Regions from separate parts of the Anas platyrhynchos genome. Here region 1 is linked to region 2. Evidence: chromatin contacts called from public Hi-C data. All regions are on one chromosome and are shown on one strand. Each heading gives the region's core, a stretch centred on a gene start, on an enhancer-like site or on the middle of the called end of the contact. The rest is flanking DNA. Distances are from core to core; before and after follow the strand shown.

Region 1 (5,999 bases), core at 626-3,125, 160 kb after region 2:
AACAAAGAGAGCTAAGTCCTGAACAGCAACCCTTGTGCAACTTGCGTTGTGTATCAAAGCTTCAGGTTGCATTCCTAAGGTGAGGAGAATCACGTAAATGTTGACTCTTCAAAGGACAACACACAACTCATTCTTCAATTCAGTCTCCACTATGTGCGAGTTTCTTTCCATATAATAACCCAGATATTAAAGTAGCCACTCGCAGTGGTGGCTCAGCTCCCCGTTTGCTAGTTTTGATATAAACCCTCTTCCCAGATAAGGGCTATAAATACTAACTGACATGCAATGCTGTGTAGGAACACTCTCTCCCGCTCATTTTAGAGAGCAGCGATCACACGAAGAAGGTATGATTTATTGACAGAAACATAACTGATACAGGATAAAACACAGTCTAGGCACAAGCTGACTTCTGCAGACCAGCACCTCAGGGTTTGCTCCAGGAGGAAAGGCACACAGAGGCAACCACGAGTCTGCAGCCACCTTGTGGCTGACACCATCAGGGAAATCAGAAAAGCCATCCCATTCCCCCTGCTTTTTATATATTTCTCCACTATTTGGTGGAACAGTTCTCCAACTGAATATCTCTGGCAGCAGAGACCCAGCTCCAGGCTCCCCTTCCACACCAAGAGCCCAGCCGATGAGCCGATCCCTGCTGCTCCACGGGCACTCCCTGCTGTGGTGGCCTCGTCTCCTGTCCCAGGAAGGGGAAGGTTTACACACCGTAGGCTGCCCGCAGCATCCACACAAGCCACCTTCTCCTGGGGGATGAACCTGCCTTTGAGGCACCCCAAACTTGTTATATGGCCACCCTGCTCCAGGCAAGACCCTCCAGAGGAGTGCCGTGTTTCTGGGTGCCAGTTAAACTCAACCAAGGAGCAGAGCCCGGGAGGCTCAGCCAAGGAACAGATCTCGAGGACCAAGGAGCTCAGCCCTGAGGAAACCTGCCCAAAGCTGCAGTGCTTTCACACACCTGGCCGGCTGTAACATCTCGCACTGCAGCGCTTAGAGCCACCCTGCCACACCACAGCCTCAGTGAGACACCAAAGGGTTTATAACCCATATCGTGGTCGCTTATTAGGGTGCAGCGTGACCCAAATTTCTTGAGTCGACGTCCCACAAGGAGGAGTGGGAGCAGCCCCAGGGCAGCGGAGGGCTCTCGGGGGGCACCCCGCTTCTCACAGCACCCTCAGCAGTGCCACCAAGCACCCCGTTTTAAGGCGACATTTCCCCTTTTCGGTTCAAAAAGGGAGACAGCAGGGGATGTCTGTTGTCCCCACCGATTTGGGGGGGGACCCCCAGAGGACCCGGGCGAAGTCCCTTCAGCGCCCACCGGGACGGGGGAACCGGGGGGAGAGACCTCCCTGGGGCCGCTGAGGGAGGATGTGCCCAGCCGGACCCTCAACTTCAAGTGCGTTTTCTTTTAATAAATTCTAATTATCCTTAAAAATACGGCTTCTGCAGTTTTTAAGGGGCTTCCCCTCAGGCTCGACGCTTCTGTCCCCTGCACCCAACAGCCTCGCCCGCTCCCTGCGGCTCCGCTCCGGTCCCCACCGCCCTCCCCCGGGGCTGTCCCCACAGGTGGCTGCGGGACACTCCCCACCCTGTGCCCGGTGAAGCTGTTTTGGGCTCAGAGCCCCCCGGGGCCTCGGAGCCAGCCCCTGCCCGCCTCTCCCCATCCCTCCCGGGGCAGCACCGACCTGGGCGGGCAGCGGCGGGCGGCCGGGGCTGGGGCTGGGGGTGCTGCTGCGCCGCGCCGCTCCCCTCCGGCTGCTCTTCCCCTCGCAGCGCCGCATCCGACGAGGAGGGAGGGCAGGGAGAGGAGGCGGGCAGTTATAGAGCTGAAGGTGGAAAGAAGGGGGGAAAAGAGGCGAGCACCGGGCCCGCCGGCCAGCCCCCGCCCCCGGGCCCCTGCGCTGCGGCGGGAGGGTGCGGCCAGGTGCGGGAGGGGCCGGGCTGCGCCTCGCCTCACGGCACCCCGCTTCTCCCCTCACAGCACCCCGGTTCTCTGGTGTACCCCACTTCTCCTGTCAGCATCACGACCTTCTAGTGCACCCCGCTTCTCCTGTCAGCACTCCAGCTCTCTGGTGCACCGCGGTTCTCCCCTCAGCATCCTGGTTCTCCTGGTGCACCCCACTTCTCCTGTCAGCACCCCAGTTCTCCTGCTGCACCCCGCTTTTCTGGTGCACTTTGGTTCTCCTGGGGCACCCCAGTTCACCTAGCAGCACCCCACTTCTCCTGCTGCACCCCGCTTTTCTGGTGCACTTTGGTTCTCCTGGGGCACACCAGTTCTCCTGTCAGCACCCCGCTTCTCTGGAGCACCCTGCTTCTCCGGGGCACCCCGCTTCTCCTGTCAGCACCCCCTTTCTCCTGTCAGCACCCCACTTCTCTGCTGCACCCCCATTCTCCTGGTCCTTCTTCCTCTTAACTCCCTCTCCTCCTCCCGCAGTTGCTCGTTCGCTTCGTTATCAATGATTTAGAAGGTGCCTGCTCCACAGTGTGGCTAGGAATGCTATTTCCCCAGTGCTGGTTATTGCGCTGATGGATGATTAATCAGGGAAATATTTATAATAAAGTGTTCCAGTGCTTGTCTGGCTTGGCATAAACCTTGATTAAAAGCACTGTAGTACATGTGTGCATTTTTGCCATCTATGTAGACACAGCAATGGGGAAGTGGAACTGCAGAACCTGTATTCATACACAAATTTGGTTTACCTCACAGTATACCCTACTGAATTTACAATTAAGGCTACTACTCATGAAGTTTGTAAGTCCCTAGAATTTAAGAGGTGAGTGAAAATACTCATTTCAATGTGCCTGATCATCTGTATAAAATTACAAATGAAATCAATGAAGGACTGCAGCTAAGAAACAAGAGGCAGAAGTGAAAAGAGAGACGTGCATTGCTTTGTTCACATAAGCAGGACTCCTGAAGTAAGGGGAACACCATAAGTCTCAGGGAGATGACTGTGCCTAAACTCCATAAAGCAGGACCTTCTGTGGCTGGGTAGGGTTCCCAGTCCTGCAGACTCTTGTCCAAAGTCACCTTGCACAGATATCTTTCTATGGAAACTACAGAAGTGTGTAAGCTTTAAAGACACTTTAAGTCCTGTGGTTTCATATAGCAAATGTTAAAAAGCATTCCTAGATGTTGTTCTGTGGTACTGCCAGGTGTGTACAATGGCTAATGCTTTGTACCAGCCAAGGAGAGAGTAGCCTGCAGGGTAATGATTCCTCTGAAGCCATAAAATGTTCAGCTCATTGATGCTAAATGTGACACATTTTATACCTTTTCAGTCCCTAATTTATGTACTTAGCTAAATAATAGTCATCAGAAGACAAGGACGTAGATGGATAAGTCTGTTTGCAATACCCTTGAAGACTTTGTAAAAGCAGAGAGATAAATCAGCCTAATCCATGACGGCGTGCTGGCTCGTGTATTTCAGGGCATGACAAGGAGCAGCCTGCCAAAGGCAGAGTCTGGCTCCCCCTCTCTCTCTCTCTCTCTCTCTTTTTTTTTTTTTTTTTTTTTTTCCCCATGTATTTGTACTGTAGTATGCAAAGTGCATGAGCACCATCCTGTGGCTCCATCTAGCCAGGGAGCTACACTGAAAAGTCCTGATAGATTTCACTGACCAGCAAGTAGATTCTGAACACACTGCAGCCTTCACATGAATTAATAATCTAATTTTGACTCAGCAATTTGCATCAGGAACTAAATTAATATTTAACATTTTTGCTTTCAAGGGAACTCTGAAGGTTTTTCTTGTATCAGTTTAATTTTCCTGATTCACAATATCATTTTGTACACCACTTGTCCACCTTGTAGAATATATCCTGCTTGTTACCATTGAGCTTTACTCAGCTTGCTCTGGAAAGCACAATAGAACTCTTTGCACAATTATAAGGAAGAGCTCATGTTTTTCAAAAGTTAAAGCTAAACATTAAAGTATAATGCTTCTTTGAAAGAGCTCATACATGCTGCACATCTGGAAATATATTAAGAAATACAGTAAGATCACAGTGGTGACATTTGCACAATATTAATGTGCAAATGATTTACCAATATTTCCTTCTTGTCTTCTTTTTGGAAAAAAAAAAAAAAAAAAGTTTCAGAAGAAATTTACTACCCATGGCTTGGTGCCATGGATTTACTTTTCACTGTTTTGACTTGGCCAAGCCTCTGTGATTTCAAAAAGAGCAACAAGAATTAATAGCTGCTGTGTTTTAAAAGTATCCAAACCAACAAGAGGATGACCATCCTTTGCTAGGCTAGTATAGATTCCACAAAATTTATATCAGTAGGATTACATGGGAATTATATTGAAAACACAGCTGGAAACAATTCCACTAATCCAACTCAAGTGCAAAAAAGATCATAATTAACACAGACTGGTGAGCTCAGAGTGAACTGGACTGAGTAATTGTACAAGTGAACCAAGTAATGAATCACTGTCAGCAGAATTTGTGGGATCTAAACAAAAACCAATATAATGGCTATCTTTGGTGGCTGCAGGGAAGAATTACTTTAATTATTGATCCTCTGTTTTTTAGAATATCTTCTGCTTTTCAGAATTTACTTAGAATATTTCTCTGATTTTTTTCCAGTATAGCAATGAATGCAATATTCATTGCAGTGCCTTTTTTTTTTTTTTTTTTTCACAAGACTTTCAGAAAATGAGAATGTCAAGTTTCAAGGACATTTTAAAATTGCAAATAATTGAAGCCTGATTAGGTCTTGTATTCTTTTATTACAATGACATTGTAAAAGGTGAGTAGTGTTTTTACCTCCTAAACTCATCTGTCTTACAAAGAGATGTTCATTCTTACATGTCCTCTCCCCTCCATTAACCAAAAACTCATCACACTCGGTGTTGACTATAGAACATGTATTTGTATGACTAGAGCCATTCCCTAGGTCTAACAACAATTCCTAGAATTTTGTTTTTTTCTGTTAAAAGAACTAAAGTACACAAAGACAGAGGTAATACTGGAAGTAAAGCACAGTTGAATTTTCCTTTAAATTTTGGCAGTTCTAACTAAATACAGTGGTACATACAATGCTCTTTGGAAGGTGCTTTTGCCAAGATCAGTCTGTCAACACTCGAAATAATTAAGTGATTTATGGAATCATATGCTGAGAGATCTGAGAAGGACTCAGGACTGTATTCTTCCCAAATTAAAAAAAAAAAAAAAAAAAAAAAAAAAGTAATGAAAAATGTAATTGTGATACACTATCTTACCATATTAGCCATGCTTGCTTCCTCAAGTTTCTTGTCTTTAGTAGCTGAGACAATTTCATCACTATTTTGTGATATAAATATGCAGTGAAATGACTTCTGAAAAGGCTAGCTCTGTTTTGTGAAATATCTTTTTCTATTGACTTTTTTTTACACAACAGCTGTTTCTCTGCTATCAACCTCACAAATGTGGCATTTTACAGCTCTGTTTTCAGGCAGAAACTGTCACAGAAGTCCAGCTTTCCTGCATTATTGGTTGGCACGTCTGATGAGTCATTTTCATTTCCTTGATATTTTTTAGAAGATTTCAGTGCTGTCAGCACTTTGGTGAGCTTCTAGGTTTATTCATCTGAAGTTTATTACACATAATGAGGTAAGTGAAAGGGATATGTAGGAAGTCTGATTGATGACATGGCCATTAAAGTGTAACTTTTCAAGTGTACGGTGGTCCTGTTCCTCCAAATCTGCAAGAAAGGGAGCAAAGCTGGGAAGAAATGAGTACAGAGGTACAGAAAAATAAAAATATTTTTCAGTCATACATTTTTCTGTCTGTCTCTCAGTATGAGGATTCCAGAAAGTAATGGGAAGCATGAAGAGTTTAGTGTTTGGTTATGTTAATTTTTTATTCTGCATCAAATCAGATCTTTTTTGTTTTATACAGTGAGATTCATCTGTCCTGGGTTTACACTTCAACATCTGAGCCAGGTTGCTTGGCCAGTGCTGAGGAACAGCCACATTACCTGTATGAGCCTGGAGATGTGG
Region 2 (6,187 bases), core at 1,098-3,597:
TACTGTTATTGTCTTCTTCCTCAAAATTATGTATGGCTCCCAGACATTCATCAATACTTGTTTGGAGAGAGTCTTCATTATTCTGTGTGTCGGAATTTATTTCCTCCCAGTCAGAAGTGCAGAACTAATAAAGCAAGAAGAATTTGGAACACTACAGTTTTAACTTGCACTAGGCAGAGAACTGTGGAACTTACATTATGAAAAAAATATTTCTTACCTGATAATAACCACATATAACATGACTTGCAAAATACCATTTCCTTATGCCTGGGATACCAGCCAATGAACATGCTGAAAAGAGACACAACAAGGATTTAAAATAATCAATCCACTACAAACTAAATGTACTAAAGCAGATCTTCAGAACTCCATTTTAAGATGATAAAATGATTTAATAAATTCTCATGGTGTGGCGTTCTGAATTGCTACCCAACAGACAAATAATGCTTCCACTGAAAAAAACATAGATCACAGGAGTAACAAAAATCATAGGCATGAAAATATCAAGCTGCATGCTGACATGAGAAACAAGCCCTTTTCTACTCTCAGTCAGTCTTAAAATAGATTGAAATTTGTCAGCCTTTCAAAACACTTGTCTTTCATTTCCAGTGCCTGGTATATTTAATCATCTGGTAACAGCTGAGCTGCTAAAGGAAAATCAGTTCTCCATAGAAATGGTAGCAGCAAGAGCAAGAGAAACTGGATTTCCTCAAGTTTCTGATTTGTTTCATGTAAATAATAAATTTGCCTAGGCCAATTCCTTGACAACATTTGGCATATATTACTGTGCTTACCTGGGAATGTCCTTGCATCTGTGTTTGTAGATGAATTACAGTTTTCTTTCAGAAGTTTATAAACATTTGCAGCAGTCACAGCTGGAAAAAGAAGATTTTCTTAAATCCTCTGACTTCCAGAAGGTAAATCTTGCTTATTGCAAATGCAGTTTAAAGTTCAGTTTAACATGAAAAGTTTTGTTTAAAACAAGTGTCAAGTACAGATTTGTAGGAGTCTAAAAAGACTAATATAAAGTTCTAGTTAAACTACTGGATATATAGATTTACAAGCTGATGAAATGGGCTGATAAGAACCTCATGAAGTTCAGCAAGAAGTGCAAAGAACTGCACCCAGGAATATACAACCCTGGGCACCAGGAAATGCTGGGGGGCAGAAAAGGACCTGGGGGTCTTGGTGGACACTGTATTGACCATGAGCCAGCAGCGTGCCCTTGCAGCTAAGAAGGCTAATGGTATTCTTGGCTGCACTACACAAGCACCATCAGCAGGCCAAGGGAGGTGATCAGCATTGGGGAGGTTGCACCAGGACTGCTGTGACCAGACCTGTGCTAAGTGATACGAGAGAGACCTGGACACACTGGGAAAAGTCCAGTGGAGGGGCACAAAGATGAGGCTGGAGCACCTCTTCTACAAGGAAAGGCTGAGATAGTTCAACCTAGTCAAGAAATGGCTGTGGGAAGATCTTATCACCATATATCAGTATCTGAAAGGAGGGTGCAAAGAAGACAGAGCCCAGCTCTTTTCAGTGGTGCCCAGTGGCAGGACAAGAGGCAATGGGCACAAACTGGAACATTGGAAGTTGCCCTGAACATCAGGAAGCACTTCTGTGCTGTGTGGGTGATCAAGCACTGGCACAGGTTGCTCAGAGAGGCTGTGGTGTCTCCACCTTAGTGATCCTCAAAAGCCACCTGGACGTGGTCCTGGGCACGCTGCTCTGGGTGTCTCTGCCTGAGCTGGGGTGGGACCAGGTGGACCCCCAGAGGGCCCTGCCAGCCTCAACCATCCCATGATATCTCTAAAATCTTCTAGTTAGCTAACATCAGTGTTTTAGCAAAACTCAAATAACCTAAGTTTCTGAAGGCGTAAGTCGTTAAAGCCTTCTGTTCTGAAAGAAAAAGATCTTTATCACGGTACTAATCCTGAAAACCTACCTGCGCACAGACCCTAGACCAGAAAGCATAAAGAAAAAGTCTTCGAGAACAACCCCCGAGGCGTCTGAGGCAGGGGCATCGCTTAAGCGGGTGAAAGCACACGAACTTAAGGAACGTATCTCTAGGACACAGACTTCACGTGCCCCAGGAGAGCCGTACCGACGCTAATTCCCCCTCTCCAGCCCCCACGATGGAGGCTCCCGCTCCGTGCCCTGCCCCGCGTCCCCCCCTCCTCGGCGGCAGCCCCCGTTCAGCATCGCCCCCCCAGTGCAGCGCTACCTGCAGCGGGCTCCGCACTGCCCTCAGCCCTGCGGTCCCCCCAGCTGAGGAGCAGCACGTAGCGGTCCATGGCCGGCCGAGGACGGACAGGGAGAAGGAGACGGAGGAGGCGCCACCACCATCAGGGCTCCGAGCAGCCCGCGCTGCCCGCCCCTGCACCGCCCCTCGCAGGGCGATGTTTCCGCTTCCCGGGGCCGATGGGCTCCGTTTCCCTTCCCCTTGAGCCGCAGCGGCCATGGCCAGTTACACCAAGGCTGCCCAGGTGAGCGCGGGGCTGGCTCTTCAGGCGAGGGGACACCGCGGTGGCCACTGCCCTCCGTGTGGCGGCGGGCTGCTGGCGGCCGCCATTTTGTGGGGGTGAGCGGGTGCTATGGCCGGGCACTGCTCGGCTGGCCTGGGCGCTGCTGGAAGGAGCAGGCAGTGCCCGCTGTGGGGCTGCTGGGGAAGGGAAGGGGGCTGAGAGGGACAAGGCTGCCCGCCTTGTAGGCACGTAGGGTTGTTAGTAGGCACAGAAGTGTGTTTAGGTGTTGCTCAGGCAGCCCAGAGAGGCTGTGGATGCCCAATCCCTAGAGGTGTGCAGGGCGAAGCTGGATGGGGCTTTGGGCAGCCTGATGTGGTGGGAGGTGTCCCTGCCCATGGCAGGGGGGTGGAACTGGGTGGGCTTTAAGGTCCTTTCTAACCAAAACCATTCAATGAACCGTTTCAAGCAGTAAGTGCAGCACAGTAGGTCTTAAAGGTGCAGGATCAGGCTGTCCCTGTGCGCCGTAAGATGAGTCAGTGGGGAAGACCGGTGTGGCTGAACAGGGAACTTCTGCTGAGTGTCCAGGAGAAAAAGAGAGTTTGTGTCTGGTGGAAGAAGGGGCAGGCAACACAGGGAGAGTACAAGAAAGTTGCCAGCATGTGCAGAGAAAAAATCAGGAAGGCCAAACCACTGTACAAGCTCAACCTGACCACTGTGCTTAAAGATAACAAAAAATGTTTTTATAAATATATTAATGGCAAGAGGAGGACCAAGGAGAATCTCCATCCTTTACTGGATGCAGGAGGGGAACGTGACTACTGAGGATAAGGAAAAGGCTGAGGTTCTTAATGCCCTCTTTTCATTTGTCTTTATTAGCCAGAGCACTTATTCTCAGGGTTTTTAGCCTCCCGACCTGGAAGTCTGGGTTGGGGAGCCAAAGACCTCATTGCTCTCTATAACTGCCTGAAAGGGTGTGGGGAGCTGGGGGTCGGCCTCTGCTCACAGGTAACCAGTGATAGGACCAGAGGGAATGGCCTCAAGTTCACCAGGAGAGGCTCAGGCTGGAAATGAGGAGACATTTCTGCTCAGAAAGAGCAGTCAGGCACTGGTTGCCCAGGGAGGTGGTCCCTGGGGGGGTTCAAGGAGAGGTTGGGCGTGGTGCTTGGGGACATGGTTTAGTGGTTGACATTGGCGGTAGGGGGATGGTTGGACCAGATGATCTTGGAGGGCTTTCCCAACCCTGATGATTCTATGATACAATGTCTAGCACTGTGCTCTACCCTAATGCTACATGACAGGGGGTGTTTTTGAATATTAGTATTTCTTATGATGCTTGAAATGTAAAAGAATGCATTGATCAAATCAGAGAAGCTAGATTCATTTATGGTAGTGTGTTCTTTTCCTATATTAAGTACCACTTCTCTTTCTCTTTAGCAATGGGCTACTTTTGCCAGAGCTTGGTATCTCCTAGATGCAAAGATGCAACCACCAGGAAAAATAGCAGCTGCGACTGTAATCAGACTTGAAGGCTGGCATAAACCTATTTATCATGCACTAAGTGAGTATTGCAGTACACAGAAGCATTTTTAATGTATTTTTCTTTTAATTTCATTCTTAAAAAACAGTGCTTTTTACAAGGTTGCATTTTTCAGTTTGTAAATTATAAAGGGTTCAATTTCATTTCCCGTGTTTTCCCTTCATACCTCTCCAGAGGTTTAGGTCATTGTCTTTACCAATCCATATAAAGCTTGTTACTAATTTGTTATTCAATTTTAGTATAATTTGTTATTCAATTTTAGTAGCAGAATTATGATGGAATTCAGTTGCCTCGGTTATTTTTTTTAAGTTCGAAATGTGTTTTGTTGCACTGATTTTAAACAAAAATTTAATCCACAGTGCATGTATTGAAACACCAATGTGATTCTTGATTAGATTTTTCTGAACGCTACTGTTCAGTAGTTGTACAGCACCACAGCACCTTGGAGCAGTTCTTCATTCTGAACAACGTGCAAAAAAGTCCTGTGTGTATGAGCCAGGAGACACAAACTGGCACACAGGAGGTTCCCTTTGAACATCGGGAAGCACTTCTGTGCTGTGCAGGTGACAGAGCACTGGCACAGGTTGCCCAGAAAGGCTATGGGGCCTCCTTCCTTGGAGATACTCAAAAGCCATCTGGACATGGTCTTGGGCACCTGGCTGTAGGTGTCCCTGCTGGAGCAGGGGTTTGACCAGATGGCTTCTGACCTCAGCCACTTAATGACAATGAGACTAGAACCTGTCTGATTTTGAAATAGGAGACACAATTATTGATGAAAGATATTTTCTTGATCAAATGAAAAAAAAGCCTTGCTTATCTACTGTTTAGAAGATTCAGCACTAAAGATACTTTGCTTGTGATCGGTAACACCATAGTGCTCGTCTCACTGTGATGAGCATTTTATAGATAATAAATGATGATCCCTGTTCAAGAGACTTTACTGAAGCATAAAGAAGCATTAAGCTTTGCTCATACATGTCTAATGTAAACACTAAAATTATACTTGATTTGATTGTCATAATAAAAGGTAGTATTTGTAGGTTTTGGAAGATATTGAAAATACCCAAATACTGCTATTGCAAAACTTGCCGTATCCACAAGATGTCACTGGAGTCTAAGGATATCTAAAAGAAAATAAAGCAGATGGAGGGAAAATTCTTTTGGCTGTCCCATGGGAAAGTTCTTTGATGGTTTTATGTTCATGAAGTTATAAAATCCTGGAAAGCCATTTCAAGGATAACTTCATTCGGTCTAAAGTATTCTATAAATCAGTACCAAATGCATTACACCTGAGATTGATAGATTACTACCAGTGGGAGACATTTGATACTCTTTAAGGAGGCAAAGGATGGATGAATTTATGGTTGGTGTGCTCAGCATGTCTTTCTTTTTTCCTAAACTAACAACAAATATTTTAGCATCTGAGAGATAAGAGTTCCTTAGGCAGAATAAGATTGTGAGGCATTTTGGTTTTCTGGGTTCACAGGCACCTTTCCGTAAAATCATCATTTATTTATTGTTTTGAAAAATATCTGGAACTGAAATTAAGCTGTGGGTAGGGAAAAGAAATAAATACGTTTTTATGTACGTTTATTTTCTGTTTTAGGGATAATCTTTATTTATTCTCCAAAGTGTTGGACTTTTTAGATGTTGTCAGGCCTTAAAAGGTGATACAAGTCTTGTTCATGAGATTTGAATCTGAATTTTTTTGCTTTCTTCTGCACCTTCCCTTCCCTCTCTTCTCTTTCCCTTGCATTCTGTCTTTGCAAACAGCTTCACAGTAAGGAACCAAAAATAGTGAGCTAGGTTTTTCAAAAATTGTGTAGTCTGGTTCTTTGTATTGAATCATAAGCAAGTGTAGGCAAACCACTTGTGTTATTTGGGCAGGATTTTCTACACGAGCAGCTGTTCTCTGCATCCTCAGAGAAGACTAGGTTAGATGGAAACGCTCCACAAGCCAGATCTGGCCCAGGTACTACTCTCACTTGCAATGTGAGCTTCAAATGGCTCGAAGCAGCAGCTCAAACTTGTCTTGTAATGAAAGAATTGGCAAGTAGGTTGTCAGTCTTGTGAGCTAACAGTTGATGGTGTCTACCTTCAAAGAGCATTTCGTCCATAATTGAAACGTAGGAGGAAAAATGCACTTACGTGAAGCCTGTGTTTTTATTGTGAGGTAGGAATTGCT

The links. Hi-C and Micro-C count contacts between places; a contact is called where the count stands out from the background.
Region 1: a Hi-C map of subcutaneous adipose tissue shows a contact between it and region 2, with 4 times the contacts expected there. The contact joins the promoter of COL14A1 here to the promoter of MRPL13 in region 2. A contact is called at or near these places in 2 of 8 Hi-C or Micro-C datasets (F1 follicle and subcutaneous adipose tissue).

What each region holds. Positions count from the first base shown.
Region 1 is chr2:13,331,026-13,337,024 of IASCAAS_PekinDuck_T2T, forward strand. COL14A1 (collagen type XIV alpha 1 chain) reads right to left here and starts at 1,876. Exons shown (of 49, transcript XM_072034353.1): 1 at 1,698-1,876.
Region 2 is chr2:13,170,773-13,176,959 of IASCAAS_PekinDuck_T2T, forward strand. It overlaps MRPL13 (mitochondrial ribosomal protein L13), which reads left to right and starts at 2,348. Exons shown (of 8, transcript XR_011807354.1): 1 at 2,348-2,486; 2 at 3,900-4,023. MTBP (MDM2 binding protein) reads right to left here and starts at 2,365. Exons shown (of 22, transcript XM_027452648.3): 1 at 2,225-2,365; 2 at 795-875; 3 at 218-291; 4 at 1-124. The coding sequence starts at 2,294.